Linked DNA regions of Cricetulus griseus: region 1 is linked to region 2. The links are chromatin contacts, called in public Micro-C maps. All regions are on one chromosome and are shown on one strand. Each heading gives the region's core, a stretch centred on a gene start, on an enhancer-like site or on the middle of the called end of the contact. The rest is flanking DNA. Distances are from core to core; before and after follow the strand shown.

Region 1 (3,259 bases), core at 149-2,648, 360 kb after region 2:
TGGAGCATTTTAGGTATCAAGGTATACTTTATAGAAAAAAAATAATGGGCACCCCTGTGGCAAACATCTGTCATACTCTCTACTTGAGAGGCTGAGGCAAAAAGAATACTTGAGCCCACGAGCTCAAATATACCAGTCTGGAGTCAAGACCAAGCTTGGTAAAACAGCAAAAAACCCATCTCTAAAAAAAACAAACATAAGCTGGGCTTGGCGATGCAAGCCCTTAACCCTAGCATTCAGGAGGCAGAGGCAAGTGGATATCTATGAGTTTCAGGCCAACTGGTCTAGCGAGTTCCAAGATAGTCAAGGCTACATAGTAAAACCCGGTCTCAAAACAAAACAACAACAAACAAAGCAAAACATAATCAAACAGAAACTTGCTTTACTTAAAGTTCTTTCTGGTAATTTCTGTCCCATATGAAATTTATGTGCCTTCCCAATTTTCCTACGAATCACCTCAGCTTTTTTCAGTGTACATGTATCTATTGCTATTATGTTGATACCAAATATAAACAATGCCATTAGTTTGTAATCTGCTTTGCTCATTTTAACATGAATATTTCAGATTTATCCATGTTGTATGAGTTAACTGCACCGTTGCTCCTAGGACCTACAAGTATTTCTTATGGTCTGTCCTGAATCTGGAGTGGTCTAGGGTAGCCACTAGGGGCTAGAGTTTGCTAATATTGGTGTTGCGGATGAAGCCTGGGTGTAGAACAGGGAGGGCCATCTAGGAGGGACAGATGGGAGATAGGATAGGAAGGGAAGGATCTTGACAGCTTTCTTAAACTGGAATTCCAGTTTCAGAATTCTAACTAGAGTTGATTTTCCTGGCTGTGAGGGCTACAACGTTATTTTCTTCATAAAATCGTTTGAGTTATAACTTTTAGGTATTCAGACATACAGTATGGAGCCTTTCGTGTATTTTTATTTTCTCGTGGCTCTGGTGATCGAATGAAGCACTGAAGACGCTGGGCAAGCGTTGTACATCGCACTATCCCCGGCCTTGTTTTTTTTTTTTTTTATGGTCCTTACAAATGAGGTGTTCGGCCCTTTCCTTGCTTTCCATGCTGCTCACCTCTGTGAATTCGTGCTTGCCCTCTTCTCTCCACTAGCTCACAGCTCCTCGCCAAATAGGAAAGCAGACGCTGAGGAGACGCCCAGCGGGGGATGCTTCTCATTCACAAAACCTCCTCCGAGCCACGCCTTCTCTCCGCGCCCCGCCCACTCCCCCGAGGTCCCGCCCGCAAACTTCGTGCCCCTCCCACTTCGTTCGCGGCCCCGTGGCATCCTGGGATATGTGGTCTTCCACGAGCCCGGCCGCCTGCAAGCTCCAGGCTCCGCCTTTCGCCCTCGGGACGCGATGACGTCGCATCCCTCCAGTTCCTTGCCGCCCTCCTCCTCCGCCCCGGTGAGCCTCAGTCTCAGACTTCGTAACTCCTTTTACGACACTGAGTCTCAGACACAGTCTCGGCGCCAGGTCCACTTTTCGGCAAAGTGACGTGGACGTCAACAGCAATGGCGGAAGGAGAAGAGCTTCTGCCGCTGTCAACGTCGGGCGGGGACAGCTGGTGAGTGCGAGCCCAGGTTTCATTCCCGGTGGCCCCCTCTCCTCCTCCTCTCCATCCTGCACGTTCCGGAGCTGCCAGCTGGCCGGGCGTGGAGCAGGGCACCTGTCCTCCTCCGGTGTCCTGCCCCGCCCCCTCTGTCTCCGGTCCCTTTGCCCGTGGGCTCCTGCAGCTGGGGCGGAATCCCGGGAATTCCGGGCTGGTCCCGGATCTGCGCCTAAGTCGGGTCCTCCCTGTCGGCCCAGCGGAGAGGGTGGCTTCAGCACTGAGTTCGCCGAGTCCCTAGCCAGGGAGTTGGAGTGGGCGCGCTAAGGAGGAAGTTGCTTGATGAAGAGCTCAGACCATTTGAAGCAAGATCTTTGGAAATAACCAGCGCGACCTTTGACAGTGCAGAGGTTGGGAGACACACCCAGAAGAATTCAGTTCTTCTTGTTGTTGTTGTTGTTTTTTAATTAATTTTGTTTGTCTCCCAACAGTCTCCAACATTTGTCTTTCTCAAGTGTTATTTTTCCTTCCCACCACTTTCCTCACAACTCGATTTCATAGCTTTGGACGGCGTCTTAGATTTTGTTATTGTTTCTCCCAAGCGTTTGCATATCTGCCTCCTTGGGACTGTGGGAAGACTTAATTTGTAAAGGGACTCGTGTAGCTCAAGGCCGGCCTCGAACTTTTTGTGTGGCTGAGGATGACTGAACATCTGATCCTCTTGCTTGAACCCGCTGGGTTATAGGCAAGCTCCGTCTTACCTGGTGTATGTAGTGCTGGAGATTGAACCCGGGGTTCAAGCACTCTACCAACTGTATACAACCCCAACCCTTCCGATGCCTTTTGGTAGGCATTTTTTTCCACCCAGCGTCATTAATTTTTGGCAAACGCTTCTACTTTTGAAGTAGTTTGATCTGTTGATCTAAGTATATTGACTGCATGTAATACTCATGTTTTTTTTTTTTTTTTTCTGTTCACACTGTTTTTATATCGATCACTGGCACTGTTTACCTGAACGCAATACAAGGAATTGAGAGACATATACTTCACTATTTGAGGAAAGTGGGAATAGTTGAAAGGGATAGATAATACAGTAATTGAGACTTTCACCTCAGTTAGTGGACATCGGTATCTTAGTGCAGTTTTTATTCCGAGTGTAGGAGGAAAATGTAAATCTTGTTTCTTTCAAGTAGCTTATATTGGATAGATGAGGCAGAAGCCACCTCAAAGTACATTACATAAGCTTCATGGAGGCATTGGTGTGTGTTAGACTCTGAAGATTTAGTAAGATTAACAATGTTCAAAATAATAAATATAACAAAGTACAGAAGTAAAATTTTCCTTTTGCCTCATTGAAAACTCAAAAAATTTTACTGTATTTTAAAATATATCCAATGTGTTATTTGAACATGTACTCATCATTTAAAAAGTTTTTCATTTATGGTAGGGTCTCATTGTGTAGCCCTAGCTGCCTGTAACAGTCTATGTAGCCATGGCTGGGCTCACAGAGATCCTCTGACCTCTGCCTCCCAAGTGCTAGGCCTAAAGGTGTGCACCACTATTCCCAGCTTCAGTTTTTAATTTTTACCCATATGAAAAAGCTCAATACACTTTACATTTATACTGAATTTCAGTTGTTCTAGCCACATTTCAAATATTACTATACTATATGGTACGGCTAATTTCCATATCGATAGTGTCTAAAT
Region 2 (3,194 bases), core at 151-2,650:
AAGGTTAGACAGCTTATCCAAAACAACACCCCAATTTTCCCACCAAGGCACTGATTTTTTTTTTTTTAATTTTATCCACACTGGCATGCTGATATACACTGACAAGCTAAAGTTTAATTGCCCCCTTTTCTATGAAGGCTGCCCAGTTCAAATCACTGGGAAGTGAATGTTTCATAACCTAAACCCAGTGGTACTTATTCAAATGCCATGCAGAAACAGAGGGGTAAAGCCCCAGTAGTTGCTTCCTCCTTAGCCTCTCTGAGGTCATGAGGTACTGGATCTGGGGTTTTAGGGCAGACTAATTTATAAACCCAGATATCAATGTACTGATAAGAAAACAGTTAAATGGAAGATACACTTTGGATTGATTACTCCATATAGTCTGTAATTTTTTCTATAAAGGGAAATATGAATTATATATAAAGTAAATATGAAGTATGGATGTGTAGATTTTCCTCCAATGCTTTCTACTATAACAATCACTTATGACCACAGGTACAAACACCCGGAATGCTGCATTTGGCCTGTGGCTTTCCTGATCTCTGATACCTGTTGTCGGGCAGAAAGTAAAGGGAAATAAATACAGTCCGATTATCAAGTCTGCTAGTCTACTCTGCACCAAGTTCTCCCCTCCTCCTCCTCCTCTTCCTTCTTCCCTCCCTCCCTCTCCCCTGTCCCTCTCTCTTTCTTTCTTTTGAGGGTTTCTCTACAGGCTGACCTTGAACTCACAGAGATCCGCCTGCCTCTGCCTCCATCCAGAGTTCTGGGATTAAAGGCGTGCGCCACCACCCCTGGCCCCCAATTCTGTTCTTGTTCCAAGAGCCGTAGTATTCAGTGGGACCCATACACTACCACTCCTACTCCTAGAAAGAGTACATCAAAACCTGGTTAAGTATTTTAAATAGAGCATTATAATGTTACAGGGCTCTAGAGCTTTAGCGCCCTTCCTGACCAATTACCTTCCCTTCACTTAAGTTGTCCAAAAGAGTAGCACGCACATTCACAACTAATTCCTGACTTTTATCGCCAAAAACTCTCAGGTTTCTCTCTCAGGGCAAACTGCATACGTGCAGGGCCGTCAGAACCACGGACAACCTGGTGCAAACACAACCACGTGCCCAAGATTTCTCCCGCGGCGTAAATTCTTTGAAACTGAGCAGAGGAAAACCGTCCTAGCATCGGTTCTTGCACTTTCGACACAGGCTTTTCCGCCACAACCCACAACAAAACCCTTAAAGATGTCTTTTTAAAAATAACCGAAGCAGATGATGAAGTTTTGGTTCTGTGTCTCGGCTCGTTTCTACCATGTGGGGCATTTACTTGGTGTTTCTAGATCGATCTTGAGCACGCGAACCTGTGTGGAAACGGCGACGGCCCTGGCCTTCCGCAGCTGGAGGGCGTGGCCGTGTGACGTCATCTCCACCGGGCGACGCGGTTCTGTGGTGTCTCCGCGTGCAGCGTCGCTGTCGCCGGCTCTTCCGAGGCAGAGCGGATCGCAGCAGCCGGGCCGGTTCCACCCGGTTGTCAGCTCGCGTCGGTCGCGTCGCACGGAGATGGCAGACGATCTGGGAGACGAGTGGTGGGAGAGCCAGCCGGCCGCCGCCGGCAGCCCAGGTACCCGCTCCCCGCCCCGGCCTCAGCCCGCTGCCCGCGTGTGGCAGTCGCGGTGGTCCGCCCGGAGGAGGGGCGCGCAGCCGAGGGAGCACCAGGCGCCGCGGGGACACGGGTGGGAGAGCCTGTCCCACGTGCAACGAGAGGGCCACCCTCGCCGTCAGCCAGAGTGGAGCGGTGCCTTCCCAAAGCTCTCGTTTTCTTTTCTTTCCTTTTTACTTTTTCCTTGAAACTACGCAGACCGTGTTTGTTCAAAGAGGCGTTTCGCTGTCGCGGCCACCGGGAGGTCCTGAACTAGTGCTGGAATTAAAATCACAGGCCTGCTGTCACTGACGCGTTCCCCCTCTCCTCATCTGCAGAAAGAGTAATAACGTTAAGGTCCATTCAGAAATTGTTATGAAGGTGAAGGTGATTTGAAGTTGCAAAGCTCTTTACAATGCTTGGCGTGTAGTATATCCCCAATTATCATTGTAATGTGTTCTTTATAATACGTATTTTGAAGCAACAAGGGCCTTAAAGGTCCCCGTTTTGAACTCTGCTGTTTACGGATGAGGAATGTGACCTGAAGATGTTCCATAGCAAGTCCACTTAGCTAGTTGGTGTCAGAAACCAAGCTGCTTCCCAAAGCATTTAAGTTAACGCAGTTCTAGCAATTTTTATCATGCTGTCCATGCATGGACGCATAGGCATTTTATTTTCAAGGAAAATAGTATTATTAAGTAACTCCCCAAGAGTGGCCTCGAACATTTCAAGTCCCATAAGACTCCTGTTTTTGTTACTGTCTCTGTCCCAAGTCACCCTCCAAGGTTCCAAGGTCTGCCTCTTTGTAGTTTTGAGGGCAATATCAAAGTTAGATTTCTGTTTATTTTGACTTCAGAACTATCACATGATAGACACCGATGCAGTGGACAAGTTTAGGAGATTTCTCAGTGTGAAACTGGAAGTTATAGTAGAGTGTCAGTCCAGTGTAGGGTGGGAGTTTGGATCCCAGGTTTGAGACTAGGCTAGAGATACACAGTAGCTGGCACCAAACTACAGTTCTGAGAAACTAAACGTAAAGTAAACGTGAATAAAAATAGCTTGTTCTTGGTAGGTAATGTACAGTTCTCCATCTCATACCTTTTGAGGAGTGTTTTTTTTTTTTTTCTATGATTCAATAGCTCATTTTGAGTATTTGATGCCGCCTCTAACCATACATACGTGTAACAAGAAAATGGTAATGTTCAAGAATATCAGAGTCAGTGGGTAGTAATGCCACTCTTCCTTCCTTGAGCTCTTACTATATGCTAAATCCTTTTTCTTTCTTTTTGAGATGAGCTTTCCTTATGTAGCCCAGGCTAGCCTTTAAACTCTTAATTCTCCTGTCCCTTCCTATTTTGCCGTGTATTGTTATGATCACTTTATGAATGCTAGCATGTTGTTTGATCTTCTCAAGTCTACCAAGAAGCAGTTACTGTTTTCATTATTTTATGCTTGAGGAAACAGAAGCCCTTGGGATTCTCTTGTTGAGGGAGGTAGCACTTTCATATTCAGATGATCTGAAGTCAGTCTGTGCACTTTAAGTCTCATGATAATTATTCTTA

Evidence for each region. Hi-C and Micro-C count contacts between places; a contact is called where the count stands out from the background.
Region 1: a Micro-C map of the CHO-K1 cell line shows a contact between it and region 2, with 5 times the contacts expected there. The contact joins the promoter of Tbc1d23 here to the promoter of Cmss1 in region 2. A contact is called at or near these places in 6 of 8 Hi-C or Micro-C datasets (the CHK-Q cell line, the CHO-K1 cell line, the CHO-S cell line and 2 more).

Annotation. Positions count from the first base shown.
Region 1 is chr4:34,967,506-34,970,764 of CriGri-PICRH-1.0, forward strand. It overlaps Tbc1d23 (TBC1 domain family member 23), which reads left to right and starts at 1,399. Exons shown (of 19, transcript XM_027412484.2): 1 at 1,399-1,571. The coding sequence starts at 1,519.
Region 2 is chr4:34,605,380-34,608,573 of CriGri-PICRH-1.0, forward strand. Cmss1 (protein CMSS1) reads left to right here and starts at 1,401. Exons shown (of 11, transcript XM_027412477.2): 1 at 1,401-1,614. The coding sequence starts at 1,554.